3 separate regions of the Mus musculus genome follow, and all the other regions are linked to region 1. Evidence: chromatin contacts called from public HiChIP or PLAC-seq data. All regions are on one chromosome and are shown on one strand. The core of a region is the stretch at or near the end of the contact, and the rest is flanking DNA. Distances in the headings are between cores, read along the strand shown. Region 1 has its middle 12 kb from the start of Gm28729. Region 2 overlaps Tfdp2 (transcription factor Dp 2). Region 3 overlaps Gk5 (glycerol kinase 5 (putative)).

The links. HiChIP or PLAC-seq counts read pairs in DNA pulled down with a chosen protein or histone mark.
Region 2: an H3K27ac HiChIP or PLAC-seq map of embryonic stem cells shows a contact between it and region 1, with 4 times the contacts expected there. The contact joins two enhancer-like sites. A contact is called at or near these places in 1 of 15 datasets of contacts at CTCF or cohesin (large pre-B cells), 3 of 115 datasets of contacts at active chromatin or transcription factors (bone marrow-derived macrophages, embryonic stem cells and large pre-B cells) and 1 of 9 other capture datasets (embryonic stem cells).
Region 3: an H3K27ac HiChIP or PLAC-seq map of embryonic stem cells shows a contact between it and region 1, with 2.2 times the contacts expected there. The contact joins two enhancer-like sites. A contact is called at or near these places in 1 of 115 datasets of contacts at active chromatin or transcription factors (embryonic stem cells) and 1 of 9 other capture datasets (embryonic stem cells).

What each region holds. Positions count from the first base shown.
Region 1 is chr9:96,535,570-96,538,269 of GRCm38.p6, forward strand. It overlaps the pseudogene Gm8495. Among named protein-coding and RNA genes, the nearest start is that of Gm28729, 12 kb to the left of the region's middle. Within about 2 kb of position 1,417, at least 211 of the 459 cell types and tissues checked have an H3K27ac peak or open chromatin away from gene starts, as enhancers often do. A contact at or near this core is called in embryonic stem cells, where this site is marked.
Region 2 is chr9:96,228,915-96,231,614 of GRCm38.p6, forward strand. The region is part of intron 3 of Tfdp2 (transcription factor Dp 2); the gene reads left to right. Among named protein-coding and RNA genes, the nearest start is that of Tfdp2, 34 kb to the left of the region's middle. Within about 2 kb of position 1,422, at least 7 of the 459 cell types and tissues checked have an H3K27ac peak or open chromatin away from gene starts, as enhancers often do. A contact at or near this core is called in embryonic stem cells, where this site is marked.
Region 3 is chr9:96,165,916-96,168,688 of GRCm38.p6, forward strand. The region is part of intron 11 of Gk5 (glycerol kinase 5 (putative)); the gene reads left to right. Among named protein-coding and RNA genes, the nearest start is that of Tfdp2, 29 kb to the right of the region's middle. Within about 2 kb of position 1,421, at least 23 of the 459 cell types and tissues checked have an H3K27ac peak or open chromatin away from gene starts, as enhancers often do. A contact at or near this core is called in embryonic stem cells, where this site is marked.

The DNA.
Region 1 (2,700 bases), core at 167-2,666:
TGTGGGTAAGACTCCTGCGAAGGCTGACCCAGGAACTGCTTTCCCTTAGGGAAAAGCACCTCCCTCTGAGGACGGAGGCACTCACTAGGTGCCATGCGGTTCTCAAGTCTCACACTTGGGCTTCTGCTGTGCAGTTTGCCCAGCATGGAACTTGCCTTTTCTCTAAGGTTTTTGGCATCTTTGTTAACAATCATAGGGTTATAATTGCATGCGTTTACCTTTGAGCCCTCTGTCGCATTGGTGTACACTTGTGCTTTGTGCCAAGCTCCACGCTGGCTTGGAGCCCCAGGCTCCGTCCTACAGCTCAGTTGTAGACAGGGAAATGGGGCGCTGTTTCTGCAGTCCTGCTTCTCCTAGCTTCACACTGCTTTGGCTATTTGGAAACTTCCGTTTACACTTTGGGTTTTTTTTTTTTTTTTTTCTACTTCTGGAAAGAATCTCATTGAAATTCTGAGTATGTGAATTACTTTCAGTAATATGTTCATTTATACAACAGCAATTCTGATCCATGACTATTGGGAGGTTTTTGTTTAGTTTTTTAAATTTTCTAATGTCTTCATCTGACTTAATTTTTTCTTATTGATTTTCCCTTCAGTCCATCTTATTGCTCTGGCCAATGGTGTTTTAAGCACCATTTCTGAAGCAAAAGTAGAAAGCAGACATGTTTACCTCACCCCGATTTCCCCACTTAGTGCATAGCTAGCTATCAGTCTGTTGCATATAGCTGTTCCTCCCCCTCCTCCTCCTCCTCCTTCCTCTTCCTTTCCTTTTTTTTTTTTTTTTTTTTTTTTTTTTTTTTGAGACAGGATTTCTCTGTATAGCCCTGGCTGTCCTGGAACTCACTCTATAGACCAGGCTGGCCTCGAACTCAGAAATCTACCTGCCTCTGCCTCTCAAGTGCTGGGATTAAAGGCGTGCGCCACCACTGTCTGGCTATGATGCAACATTTTAAGGCATGAGCTTTTTAGTCACTGATAGCTTAAAGCTGCTCCTCAAAATGGCAGTGCCGAGGCCAATGTCTGAGATAGGATTTTGGCTGGGTTGAGGCTTAAAGGTGGGTTTCTGCTAACGAGGAACCTCTCTTAATCTTGCCCCCAAAGGTCAACTACCCTGGGTAAGGGACCTAGTTCCCTGTCAACATGAACAGTCTGTATCAGCCCAAGGACCACTCTGTTGACTGGCATATAAAAACCTCTTGCTCTGCCACCATTTTGCTTCTTTGGTTCCCAATGAACCTTTCTTTCTCCCCAGATAGTCCAGTTCAGTGGTTTTACTGCACCTTACATTTGGTGCTGAAACTCTGGATGGAACTAAAACAGTAACCAATGATGTAACTTCAGAGGAAGGGGACAGTGGAGCCTGGCTGCCTGGCAGCAGCGGCAGCAGTGCTGGGGCCTAGACGCGGGGGCGTGGGGAAGCATGGGAGGAGCGTTTGCTGCGGCCCGCCCGGGATGGTCCAAGTCCGGCCTGGCGGGGTCGAGCGGGAGCTGAGGAAAGCACGCGGGCCGGGTCTGCGGGCCAGGTGGCCGGGGGCTGAGGTAGAAGTGGGCACGGAGGAAAGGGCTGGGCGAGGCGGTGGGACGAGCACCCTTTGGTGGCGGCCGCGGCCCCAGGGACGGGTGCGTGGGCGCCCAGCAGCCCAGACTCCTCCCGCATGGGAGTTGCTCTAGATCATAAACCAGCCTTTGAAAAAGGAGAAACCAGAATGGAAAACCGACTATCCTCTAACAGATGGACAACTGTGCAGCAAGAGGGATGAATTCCGGGACACTGCACCAGCTTTTGAAGGCCGGAAAGGAGATCTGGGATGCTTTGAAGGCCACTGCACAGGCTTTTGAAAGCAATGATCATGAATTGGCACAGGCAATCATTGATGGTGCAAACATAACACTACCACACAGTGCCCTGACAGAGTGCTACGATGAGCTGGGCAACCGGTACCCGCTGCCAGTCTATTGCCTGGCACCACCAATCAGCACGGTGGAGGAAGAGAGTGACATGGAGACTCTGGATGTTCCCGAGCCACCTCCCAATTCTGGACACGCATCAGCTCCATCTGAGGCTCTGCCCAGGCAAAGACCTCAAGCTTGTGGTCCGCACACAGACACAGTGTTTCACATGACGGGGCACTTACCTGCCGGAGAGTGTGGTGCCAGGCAACCAGCGGTGGTTCTTCTCTGGCAGGTCTCTCACTGATAGGAGGAAGCCGGAGGAGCTGAAGATCCCTAAGGACTGCGGTGCAGGTTATGTGAGCCAGCCTGTGCAAACCCCACCACCAGTGGAGAACTGAGCTGGGCTAGTCTTCTTCCAAGATCCCTTGGCTCCTTTTTATTGTTACCATTCCCCACTCTAAGGCGTGAAATTTATTTTCACTGCTCTGAATTCCCTATGAATGGATTTAGTTCTGAGGAATTACCAGTGAAAAAAATCCCATCTGTGATGGAGACCAACAAAAATAAGAAAACACACCGAGCCAAAAAAAAGAAAAAAAAAAAGATGGAACTTCAGGTGAAGATGCATATGAAAATTAAGATGAAAGTAATGGTTGGTTATTTAAGAATATCAAATCACCCAAAAGACTCACTGCGAGGAAAGCTTGCAGAGGAGCTTAGTAGCAGGCATGGACGTGGAGTAGAAAGGAACCATAATGGTTTTAGGCATTGTTTATTCTGAATCATGGGAGTTAGAAAGGGAAATTCA
Region 2 (2,700 bases), core at 172-2,671, 310 kb before region 1:
ACTATAGCTGTCTTCAGACACACCACAAAAGGGCGTCAGATCTCATTACGGATGGTCATGAACCACCATGTGATTGCTGGGATTTGAACTCAGGACCTTCGGAAAAGCTGTCAGTGCTCTTAACTGCTGAGCCATCACTCCAGCCCCCAAGATATGGGTGTCTAAGTTTGTGGATTTGTTTGCTGCTTACGCTGCAGAAACGGCATGAAGAACAGTGTTAAAACCTAACAGTAATAACCCTCTACTGTGAACATGTGATTTTTGTTGTGGTTTGGTTTTTTTTTAAACTATTATTTTTATAAAATAAGAAAAATGTAAATGACTCTTCTGAAGTTATATGTATTTAATATTAATCATGGGATGAATATATTTTAAAAATGTCTGTCATTTTTGCTTTCTTTTCGAAGTAGGACTGACTAAAGTTTTGTTTTCTCTTTGTAGCAGAAGTGCTTGCTTATGATGTTGGGTGGGCGTCTTAGTAACGACAGCACACATCAACAGATGCTCAGTTGCCTAAATGTTTAACGTTATATTTGTGAGTAGTACAGGGGAGCCATGATATGGCTGTTGGTTGCAGTGGGGGTTTTTGTTTGTTTGTTTAAAGCTAACTAAACTTAAATCTCAGTGCAAAGTATCCACACCATTACATAGACTTGAGAAGCTAGTTTCATCTCAGTGTCAATTTCTGTCATAAAATTTTGATTTTAGGTGCCATTTATCTATTATTCAGAATTACTGGGCTGTGTTAAATGTATATAGAAATGTTTTGGTAAAAAGCAAGTTCACTTAGTAAAGGATTTTAACCACTGACTAATGAAACCATTAGCTCTTAAACTATTCAATTGTAATGGACTAAGTATGTGCTTATGAAGGATATATAATGTAAAACATTACATAGTTTTTTAAAATAGTCCATTGTGAGTCTAGAGAGATGGCTCAGCAGTTAAGAGAACTAGCTGCTCTTCTAGAACTCTTGGGTGTGATTTCCAGCACCCACATGGCAGCTTACAACTGTCTGTAACAACAGTTTCAAAGGCTCTCATACTCTCTTCTTGCCTCTGTGGGCACCAGGCACAAATGGTTCATAGATGTACATACAGGCAAAATATCCATACATATAAAATAATAACAAAAACTTATTAAAGCCAAGTCTACAAAGTTTTAAAACTTTACATTTAAACCTTAAAATTCTTTCAAATTACTGAAGAACTGATTTGCAGCACAGTGATGTTCATTGTTGTATTGTATACTTCTAATTTGTTACATACTTCTAATTTGTTACATTCCTATGACTGCTTTCTCATTGCTACCTCACAGCGAATCTTCCTAGTTCATATTCATGGTCTCTCTACCTTCTACTCCCTCTGTCTGTCTGTTGGTCTGTCCTCCCTCCTCTCTCTGGGACCCTCTCACTGGGATTAGACGTTCCACCCTATTCTCCTATTCTCTTCTACCCAGCTAGTTGGCTTATCCTTTTATTAACCAATCAGAGATGATAGAAAACAATTTTTACATAACACTGAGACCAGAGATGCTTGACCTTGCAACCAGATGTCTGGGCATAGAAATCAGCATCTGAATACACAGTGCACAAAACCATCCCCCAACCTTATGTTATGGATTAGAATAGTTTGTTTCAGAGGAGGGGCTGTTCAGGGAATTGAACCCAGAGATTTTGACGTGTAAATTAAAACCTGCTGAGCTATACACCAGCACAGATTAATACTAAATTAAATCTACTCAGTACATAGACTCATGCACACACACAACATACCATAAAAGTAAGAATTTGTTAACTAGCATGATTGTAGTGATTATTTAATAATGTAGACATGGACTGGGCCGTGGTAGTACGTGCCTTTAATCCCAGCTCTTGGGAGGTAGAGACAGGTGGGTCTCTTGAGTTTGACATTAGTCTGGTCTACAGGACAGTCAGGGCTACAAAGAGAAACCTTGTCTCAAAAAACCAGTGATGATGATGGTGGTAGTGGTGGTGGTGGTGGGCTGGAGAGATGGCTCAGTGGTTGCTCTCCAGAAGCCCCAGATTCAGTTCTCAGCACCCATATGGTAGTTCACAACTGTCTGTAACTACATTTCTTGGGGGATCTGATGCCCTCATAAAGACATACATGTAGGCAAAACACCATTACACATAAATAAAAAACTTATAAAAACAATGTAGACATGTATCAAAATATCAAGATAATGATCAATAGTTTGAGACCATATGAGTTTTATTACAGTAAACTTTTAAATGTATCTTTGAAAAGAAGTTTTGAGGTACCAAATTACAAATTTGAAATGTTGAAAGTTTACAGAATATTCCAAGTTTGTAATATTGTAAGACTACAACTCTTTAGTGTATAAAACCATAATGTATAGTAATGAGTCCATGTATTATAACTTGCTTTGAGTTAAGTTGTTTTTGTACATTTGTTTTGTTGTTGTTGTTGTTGTTGTTGTTTCTTCTACACAAGGTTTCTTTGTGTAATCCTGGCTGTCCTGTAGACCAGGACTCAGATATTGAGCTAAATAAAAAAAATATTTTGTGTGTATATGGTGTGGGGGACTATCTGCATGCCAGGGTGTACTTGGAAAGGTCAGAGGGCAACTTGGTGAAATTTTTCCTTTTTTACCTTTATGTGGGTTTGAGTTTGAACTCAGATCTTCAGTCTGGCTCAGCAAGCACTTTATCTACTG
Region 3 (2,773 bases), core at 171-2,670, 370 kb before region 1:
AAGGAGTGGTTTCTCTGACCTTTACTCTACTTCTGTGGCTCAAACAAGAGGACCCCGCCGTCGTATTTTCCCATAGACCCGGGAACTCTGTTTCTTGTCTGCTTCTTCAGTTCTTTTCCTCGTGCTCAGGGTAACTTCTGTCATGCTGTCTCCAGTTTTTCCAGTTTCTCCTGTTGTTTCCATTTCTTTTGAGTCAATCCAAATGAGTTCATATTTTTATTATACTTTTTGTTTCTAAAGTCCTCAGTCAGCTGTCTTCATATATTCTATTTTCTTTTTTTTTTAATTGAGAAAGGATTTTTTTAAGATTTATTTATTTATGTATATGAGTAAACATTGCTCTCTTTAGACACACCAGAAGAGGGCATCAGACCTCCCATCACAGATGGTTTTGAGCCACCATGTGGTTGCTGGGAATTAAACTCAGGACCTCTGGAAGAACAGTCAGTACTCTTAAGCACTGAGCCATCTCTGCAGCCCCAAAGGATTTTTGTTAAATATTTATTTTTATTTTATGTGTATGCTTGCAACATATACTTGGGCCCCTCAGTAGCCAGAAAAAGGCATCAGATCCCCTTGAGCTGGAATTATAGCCAGTTGTGAGCTGTCATGTGGGAGCTGGGAATTGAACCCGCATCCACCAGAAAAGCAGCCAGTGGGGTGTTTGTTTATTTGTTTGTTTTGTTTGTTTGTTGATTTTTCAAGACAGGGTTTCTCTGTCTAGTGGTGGCTGTCCTGAAACTCACTTTGTAGGTCAGGCTGACTTCTGATTCAAAAAGATCTGCATATATCCCTGTGCTGGGGGATTAAAGGCGCCTGTCACCACCCCCTGCCGCAGCCACTGCTCTTAGTGCAGCTCTGTCCCTCCTCTGTTCCTTTGCTAGGCTCCTGCCTTTGGTTTTAAGTCTGAGAAGCAGACCGTGGCTGTTTGTTGTTTTCAAGTTTTTCTCTGATCTTAATGTCTGAGGTATCTTGGGCTTTATAAATACCTATTCTCTTGCAAAGGATTAAGAAAATTAACCAATTTTAAGGTGTTTCTGACATTAGGCTATTTATGAGACTCCTGTTTAAATCCTCTGGGGAATTTTGATATTGTAAGTTTTTCTTTCTTATATTAATGTCTTATTTATTTTCTGCTTACGAATGCTTTGCCTGTGCCCACAGAGGTCAGAAGAGGGTGTTAGAACCGGAATGAGTGGGAAGCGCCATGTTATCTGGGAACTGAACCCAGGTCACCTACAAGAGCAAAAAGTGCTTTCAACCACTGAGCCATCCCAGCTGCCCCTTAAGTTGTTCTTGTAGGCAGTCCATTAGGATGGGCTGAGAAGGCAAACGCCCCACTGCCCTTGGGTTGTTTCCATTGTCCTTTCTGTTTTCCAAGCTTTTGCTCTGCTGTTTGGCTCTGTCACTCAGTAGTGCCACCTGGTGGCCAGTCTTGGAAGTGTTCTGCCTAGAGAGTCGTTCAGTGATTGGTTTATCTGTGCTCACATCTTCTTTGTTTGGGCAGTCTTTGAAAAAGATCATTACAAGGTAATGATCTTGAATGCCGCTTTTCAGGGGTCCCCCTGATAGTTTGGCAGGGGCTGCGCCCTGGTGTCCTGGCTATGCAGTGTGCATTAGTCTCTGCTGAACACGTTCCTTCTGTCTGCATGGCAGAGGAGAGAGGGAGGGAGGGAGGAAGGAAGCCTTTTCCATGTGCCCTTGACCTGACATTGTTTTCCCTACTGTTTTTCCCTTTGAAATTTTGAAAATATTTTTTCTCTTGTAATCTATCCTGAATACAGTTTCCCCTTGAATGAAAACACTGAGGACATGAGCGCTCCTAGGTATGGGTTAAGAAGGTTTATTGTAGATAAATGGAAGAGTGCAGCCAGAGGCATCTAAAAGGGTCCAGATTGAACCTGGCCTTGAGATGAGAGAGGTAGGGGGAGGAGGAGATAAGAGAAGAGGGGGCAGAGCAAGATGAGTCACAGACCTGGGGGGGGGGTAGAGACTGTGCAGCCAAGATGGCTGGAGGAAGGGCAATGACACCAGGGGCTGGAGAGTTGAGAGTAGGAGCGGCAGGTGCTGAGGTGCCAGGCCTCTATCACAGGGATGGACTGAGGGAGGCTGGCAGCCAGAGTCCTCAGCCATTTGTCGGGGTTTGAGAACCAAAACCTCTCCCTTTCCGCTTTCCATCTCCTCTCCTCCTGTCCTATCTATCCCCTTTCTCTCCTTAGAAAACACTCAGCAGGGCAGTGGTGGCTCACACCTTTAATCCCAGCCTTTGGGAAGCAGAGGCCAGCCAGTATCCTCTACAGATTGAGTTCCAGGACAGGTAGGAATACAACAGAGAAATCTTGTCTTTTAAAAAAAAAACATTTAAAAAAAAAAAAGAAAGAAAAAAAAAGGAAAGAAAAGAAAAAAGAAAATGGTTTTCTAAGAGATAATAAAGTATAAAAACAAAAGTTCCATATTAAAATTGGACAAGACGTGGCTGGTGAGGTGGCTCAGCGGGTAAGAGCACCCGACTGCTCTTCCGAAGGTCCTGAGTTCAAATCCCAGCAACCACATGGTGGCTCACAACCATCCGTAACAAGATCTGACTCCCTCTTCTGGAGTGTCTGAAGACAGCTACAGTGTACTTACATATAATAAATAAATAAATCTTTAAAAAAAATTGGACAAGACAAACAGAAGGAATAATCTAAAAGAAGGCATAAGAATCAGAAACCCACTTGTTGGGGCACTCAGGAATCCCATTAAAAGCACTAAACTGAAAGCTGGGATTAAT